2 separate regions of the Ovis aries genome follow, and region 1 is linked to region 2. The links are chromatin contacts, called in public Hi-C maps. All regions are on one chromosome and are shown on one strand. Each heading gives the region's core, a stretch centred on a gene start, on an enhancer-like site or on the middle of the called end of the contact. The rest is flanking DNA. Distances are from core to core; before and after follow the strand shown. Region 1 overlaps CCDC12 (coiled-coil domain containing 12). Region 2 holds the start of LOC101114909 (death domain-containing membrane protein NRADD-like).

The links. Hi-C and Micro-C count contacts between places; a contact is called where the count stands out from the background.
Region 1: a contact with region 2 is called in a Hi-C map of liver, with 3 times the contacts expected there. The contact joins the enhancer-like site here to the promoter of LOC101114909 in region 2. A contact is called at or near these places in 8 of 16 Hi-C or Micro-C datasets (blood, liver, mesenteric adipose tissue and 3 more).

What each region holds. Positions count from the first base shown.
Region 1 is chr19:52,575,019-52,578,402 of ARS-UI_Ramb_v3.0, forward strand. It overlaps CCDC12 (coiled-coil domain containing 12), which reads left to right. Exons shown (of 7, transcript XM_004018503.6): 2 at 2,914-2,981. Among named protein-coding and RNA genes, the nearest start is that of CCDC12, 31 kb to the left of the region's middle. Within about 2 kb of position 1,548, at least 10 of the 54 cell types and tissues checked have an H3K27ac peak or open chromatin away from gene starts, as enhancers often do. A contact at or near this core is called in liver, where this site is marked.
Region 2 is chr19:52,513,553-52,517,124 of ARS-UI_Ramb_v3.0, forward strand. It overlaps LOC101114909 (death domain-containing membrane protein NRADD-like), which reads right to left and starts at 1,355. Exons shown (of 5, transcript XM_060402924.1): 1 at 94-1,355. NBEAL2 (neurobeachin like 2) reads right to left here. Exons shown (of 53, transcript XM_042236339.2): 50 at 3,405-3,563; 51 at 3,180-3,328; 52 at 2,178-2,313; 53 at 1,613-2,101. The coding sequence ends at 1,997.

The DNA.
Region 1 (3,384 bases), core at 298-2,797, 62 kb after region 2:
TGTGAGTCCTTCAGATCTGAGGGTCTTCAAGAGTCTCAGGCTGGGTGGACCATGAGGCTGGCCAGTGCCTCCTGTCCCCTTGCCTAGGAGTGTGAGCGCTGCCTGTGAGCCAGGCCAGGGCCTCCCCAAGCCATGCGCTACCCGAATTGCCTTTGCACGGGCAACTGCAGCACACCTTTGCGTGGCCTGCTCACTCGTTCACCTGCTCCCACTCCCCCAACACACATGGGTGCTGTTCCTGAGCCCCTGCTCTCACACAGACCCTGCTCTCCCGACTGCAGGGGGCTTCCTCGACCTCTGCAGCCTACGCCACTGCCGCAGCCGCCCACCAGAGTGCGCAGCATTTTCTGTAAATGTCATTTAGATCATTGGTTGTTTTCTCACTTATTAATGAGTAACTTGGCCTTTGCCAAGACACTCGAGCGTCTCTGGGACCCCGGGAGGGTGGTGACAGACACGCTGCTGAGTTTGTTCTTGCTCAGGGTCTGGGAAATGGGCATGGGGTTTGCAAAGGACTCGCTCCCAAAGGCTGTTCCCACAGCCCCCACCCTCTGCCCCGAGCTGGCCCAGGTTAGCAGAGCCCACGGGGAAAGAAGCTTTGCTGGGTCTTGCCCACCAGCCCCCTTGAGGGGAAAGCTAGGCCTTTGTTGTTCTCTCCTCTGTCCTTGCTGCCGGGTGTTGTGTCCATCACCTCCTTCCCCTGAGGCAGGACCCCCGGCCATCTGGAAGTCCATTGGCTGGCAACCAGGAAGGAGTTTGAATGTCCTGGCTTCTGGCTTCTGTGCGTGTGTGTTCTGAGTCTCTTTCAGTCATGTCCGACTCTTTGCAGCCCTTTGGACTGTAGGCTGCCAGGCTCCGCTGGCTTGTGTAATCACTAGCATTTGTCAGGGAGGGGTGTCTGCAGGCGGGAAGCCACATGGGGAACCCTGACTTCTGTTTTAGTTAAGAGTGTATACTCTGCTCTCCCATCTCTTTGGCCATCACCAAATCTGCTTCTGCCTCTGTGCCTCCCTGCCCAGCCTCGTCAGCAGGCTTCTGGGAAAGGCCTGTGGTCCTTCCGCCTGTAGTTCCCTGCCCCCGAGTCTCCTCTGGCTCCCGTTGCCTAAGAACCCTGGCCAGAGCCCTGTGTGACCGCCCGCCTGCCTTGACAACCTTACCTGTGTGTCTGTGCTCCAGCCACCTGTGTATTCTTCAGACCACACCCGCTCTTTGCTCAAGCTTGCTCCCCTCTGGGAACGCCCTTCCTGCTCCTATCTCCCCATCCTATGACACCTGCATTCTGCCCACCCCTCAGTAGGAAGCCAGGAAGCCCCCCACCCACCCACCCCACCGGTCCGTGTTGACCTCACTCAGGTGGCCGCTGTCATTCATTCCTGCCGCCTCCTCCCAGGAGACTGGGCCACCCGGATTGAGAACCAGGTCAGCATCTTGCCCTGTTCACATCGCAGAAACCTTTCTCTGGGCCAGAGCTCCCAGCCGGGGTTGGTGGCACAGTCTGGTGGCTCCCAGGGTCTCCACAACAAACACTGGCAGGAAGTGACTCATAATGTGAGTGCCACCTTCAGGGAGGCCGTTGTCAGTGGCATAAACAAACCTCTAGGAGAGGTGACACAAGCAGCTGTTTTACTTGGACTTTATATGTTCTTATCTCCCTGGCAGCAGGTTCCCCATGGCAGGGGCTTCCAGTTGTCTCCTCGGAACATGCTCCAGCGAGTCAAAGGCAGGTCATGGCTGGTAATCAGGGGCACAGGGACTCCCTCTGGAGGGCCAGCCCTGGCGTGCAGGGAGACCCCAGACAGGGCTGTGTCCCAGGGCCTCTCAGGAAGGCCCTGGGGACGGGGGCCCGCGTATGTGAGAGCAGGCTCCGTGTTCACTTGTCCACAGGCAGGTCTGATCCAGCTGCCGTGGTTTTGTGGTAAGGAAGGAGTGGAAACAGCATGGGGTGGCCTTCTGCCACGCCCTCGGCATACCTGGGGAGCAAGCGTGCTCTGTCAGGGTTGAGATGGACGTGGCTCCTCTGGACCTGCAGAGAGGCTGGGGAGGATGGTGGTGTGGGGGAAGGAAGTCCAGGCGTGGCAAGGAAGATAAAAGAACCAGAGTTAGGGATTTCCCTGGTGGTCCTGTGGTTGAGACTCCACGCTCCCGCAGCAGGGGGCTAGGTTCAACCCCTGATCAGAGAACTAGATCCTGCCTGCTGCAACCAAGCGTTCACACTGCATGCCGTGGCAAAGATGGAAGATCCCGTGTGCTGCCACTAAGACTCGTCACAGCCAAATAAATACATGTTTTTTTTTATAGAACCAGATTTAGAAGAAATTGTTCCCATGGAAAGTTCAAACCAATTCCCCTGCCCTCTGCCCCACTTAATACATTGCAAGAATGAACTTGTACAAGCCTAGTCCTAACTTGAGTGATACTTCTTCAATGAACCAAATAGGTATCTCTGGAGAAGCCTCTGGCCTGGAGGGGTTTCAGGAGGCCTGAGCTTTTGTTTCAGGAGGCGGGACAAAAGCTCCCGGTGACTCGTCTTCGCTCTGTCCCTTCCGACTCCTGAGGGTGGCTCCATCCAGACCCATGAGGGTGGCTGCTGGCCTGCCAGCATGGGCCCTCCTTGACCCTGACCAGCGTCAACTCTCAGCACCCACGACCTTCCAGCTCTTCCTGCACATGCACTCTGAGGGCTCCCCAGGTCTGGGCCTGGGCTGGGGTCAGGGGCTTTAAATTCTGCTGGGGGAGCCGAGGGCTGGAAGGGCGGCTCCAGCAACATGCCTGTCAGCTACAGCAGGCGTGTGCTTGGCGGAACCCCAGGCTGGTCCTCGCCAGGCTGTCCTATTCTCCGTTAGCTGCCTGGGCAGTGTGGACTGGAAGGAGGGGTGTTCATCTGAGCAGTGGTCTCTCTCCCTTCCTTTGCAGGACAAGGAAGACGGGGAGCCAAACACCAAGCAGCTCAGAGAAGGGGAGGAGGAAGGCGAGAAGCACAGGTAACGCCTCGCACTCAGCTCTCTTCCCGTACCTGTCGGTTTCCGCGTCGTCCCAGCATCATCCTGTCCACATCTGTCCTGTTGCTGCCTCTCCACCCCATGGCCACTTTGTTCAGACAGGACAGTCTTACTGTTGGGACCTTTTCTGCACCCTTGCCCTCACTGGCTATCTGACTCTCAGCCACCGGCCATTTTTTTAGCCACCAGACCCCTCACATTATGTCTCCTCACTCTTTTCTGAAATACTTGGGGTGGCATGGTTCTGCAGCAACCCCAGAATCAGGTCCAGACTCTCCCTGGTGTGTCAGGCTCTGCTCCAGCCGTCAGCCTGGGTTCCTGCTCCCTGTGAGGACTGGAGCTTTTCTTTTTCCTTAACGTGTGTTTATTGGGCTGCGCTGGGTCC
Region 2 (3,572 bases), core at 105-2,604:
GGAAATCCCTCAAGCTGCAAGTCAGGAGTCCCTTGGGGTAGTCTGCCCCCTCTGCTGGCTCATGTCATCCTGATTCATTCCAGGGCTGCTCACCTCCCCATCTTCCCACTTGCCAATCTGGACCAGTTTCCTCCGGTGTCAAATGGGGTGAAGCTGATACTGCTGGTCCCAGCTGGCCAAAGCTAGAGGAGACCAGAGTGCAGCGGTCTCAAAGACCTTGGCAAACCCTGGGTCTGAGTCCAGAGCCAGCACAGGAAGACCAGGGGGACTCCCGTCCCCCATAAGCCAGAGCCAGGCGGAGACTCACTGGCTGATGGAAGCTCCCCAGAGTTCTCAGAAGAGCACAGTTCCTGGGGTGACTAACTCCCACTCCTGCCTCCAGGGTCAGTGTCCAGCCCTTACCTCCTGGTCAGGGGCAGGATGGGAGGCTTCCTTGGTGGGTTCAGCAAACGAAGAGGGTGTGTGGGCCCAGAGGTACCCGGGCCCTTTCTTATCTAGGAATTTCGAAAGGGCCTGCAGGCTGGATATCTGAAGAACACGCAGTCCCAGGACCCATCTGCCCTTACAGGGCTGATCCTGCTGGGACCTCCCTCCTGAGGCCTGGGGAGGAGAGAACCTGGACTGGGCAGAGAAGGGGAGCTTGCCTGGAAAAGCGATGGAGATGAGACCTAGGCGAAAGTCCTGTAACTTCCCAACAGTCACATCTGGCCCAGCCCCTGCACTCCAAGCTCACTTCCCTCCATAAGGCCAGGGGCGGATGTGGACAGCAAAATGCACACTAGCCAAGTGGGTCTGGCATGGAGCCTGTGGCGACCTTTGCAACGTGAAGGATGTGTATGTACAGTTGTGTCACTTACCACATAAGGAACCCTGCCTGGATCGGAGTTGGCGGGTGAGCCTGTGACTAACGCTAGCTCCCAGAGACAGCCAGGCCTTGTGCCCGACCCACCTCGAGCTGCGAGACTGGAGCCTCTACCAACCCCTCCTCCACACACACCCATCTGGAGGCCCACAAATATGCACACATGCGCACACAGCAACACCCTAAACGCCCACACTACCCTGACTTCCCACAGGCATCCCAACCCAGATGCTGGCACCACAACAGCGCAGGATTTTGGGTCCAGAATGGGGGAGGTAGAGAGAGGCAGCCACGGCTCCCTCCTTCCAGGAAGACCCGACGCTGTGTCCCCAACCCGCTCCTGACCTGTGGTGGCTGACCCTCCGTCAGTCCTAGGATCGGCTCTGCCTGCAGGATGGGGCCTCCCGGCCTTAAGCCAGTAGGGAACACGCAGTGGAGTCCCTGGAGAGGCCAGGTTTTCAGCCGGCGGCGGAGACGAAACCGGGCGGCAGAGGACTGGACGAGGGGGCGGGGCGATGATGGGGGCGGGGCCGCCCACGGTCTGGCCCCGCCCGAACCAGGAACGCGCACATGCGTGGAGGTGAGCCTGAAGCGGGACTGGGCCTCAAGCTGCCAGAAAAACAGGCCCGGGCCCCTAGGGACAGGAGCGGCGTAGCTGGGGGGCTAGGGGCACGGTGCGGTGTGGGTGCTCAGGGGACGCCAGCACAGGGCGGTTGAGACACGCGTACACATGCTCGGAGGCAGAACAGCTACAAAACTAGTCCATATTTATTGCTGAGATGCGAGAATGGGAGGGGTCGCCCTTAGGATTAAGGCCACAGCCCGGCCCCTGTGCTCTGCTGGGACCGGGGATCGGGAGCCTGGGCTCCCCACCCCAGACTGTGCAAAAAGTGCTGTGCGGCCGCTGGGGCCAGTGCTGGGACTCCGGGCGGCCCCTCTGCCGGCGAGGGGCAAGATTTCCTGGAGTGACATCGCCCGCCAATCCCTGAGAGCTGGGCAGAGGTGGGGCCCCGCCCACCGCCGCCTGAGTGTGGGCGGGGTGTCCTGCCCCCCGCCCCCCATGGGCTCTCGGGTGGAGCCTACTGGGGCGAAGCCCGCTGGGGGCGGGGCGGCGCGGCAGGACCGGGCGGGCTATCAGCGGGCCTCTCCAGGGTTGTACTCGGTCTCCCCAGAGGACACCTGGGAGATGCGCCGGGAGGAGGACCGCCACAACTTCCGCGCAAACTGGCTGCTGCGCACCTAGTGGGAACAGGCATGGGTCAGCCAGGATCAACGCTCCCACCCTGTGCAAGGCCCACCCTGCCCGCATTCTCACCTCTGAGGGCTGCCCTGCGCCCACCACGATGAGCTTGCCGTCTTCCAGCCCCACGAGCACATGGCTGCGCTCCTTGGTCACAGCCACGCTGCGGATCGGCACCTTCATGGGCAGAGGAGGAGCGGCTGGCAGCAGTCTGGAGGGAGGGAAGAAGGTGATATATACAAACTCGCAACTGCAAGGAGTTATGCATCCAGCACATATCTGTCTCTTCATTCTCCCATCCACCTCCCAGTCCTCATTTGAAGGATGGCTGGAGGAAAATCCTGACAAATAAGAGAGTCATGAACAAGTGTGTGCCTAAGGGAGGCCCAGGGCAAGATCTCCCCCCTGGAGGATGGGAGGACAGAGACAGGCCTTGAAGAATGTGTCCACAGGCATGTAAAGGGGTTAGGGTCCACGGGGCACCTCTTAGTATCTCTCTGCCAATAACCACCACCTGAGGGATCACGTGACTAACCTAGATAGCATATTAAAAAGCAGAGACATCACTCTGGCAGCCAAGGTCTGTCTAGTCAAAGCTATGGTTTTTCCAGTAGTGGATGTGAGAGTTGGACTATAAGGAAAGCTGAGCGCCAAAGAATCGATGCTTTTGAACTGTGGTGATGGAAAAGACTCTTGAGAGTCTCTTGGACTGCGAGGAGATCCAACCAGTCCATCCTATAAAGGAAATCAGTCCTGAATATTCATTGGAAGGATTGATGCTGAAGCTGAAACTCCAATACTTTGGCCACCTGATGCAAAGAACTGACTCATTGGAAAAGACCCTGATGCTGAGAATGATTTAGGGCAGGAGGAGAAGGGGATGACAGAGGATGAGATGATTGGATGGCATCACCCACTCGATGGACATGAGTCTGAGTAAGCTCTAGGAGTTGGTGATGGTCAGGGAGGCCTGGCGTGCTGCAGTCCATGGGGTTGCAAAGAGTCAGACACGACTGAGCGACTAAACTGAACTGAACTGAACTGAGGGATCACAAACCCATAAACAGTGAGGCTCACTTGTTCAAGTGGAGGATGTGCAGGGCACACTGGGCCGTGCCCAGCAGAACAAAGTCCTCTGTCACCGCGAGGGCTGTGGGCTGCTCCACCAAGGGCAGTGAAGCCCGCAACCTCCCATTCACTGAGTACAGGTGCAAGGAGTAGGTGACCTGGAGGAGGCAGGACGTGTTAGCAAGGACAGAATCCCAACTACCCCTATCTTGGCTGGACGCCCCTTTCCCATACCTGAGCCCCCAGACGCTCCCGCGCTGAGCTCTGCACCACAATCTGGCCCTCAGACCCCAGCACCAGGTGGGACACAGGTCCAGGCAACGTGCTTCCCGGAGGGCTAAGTGTGGCCACAAACTGGCCACGGCGTACGGTGTGGATGATCACAGTTCCATCCTGCAGGAA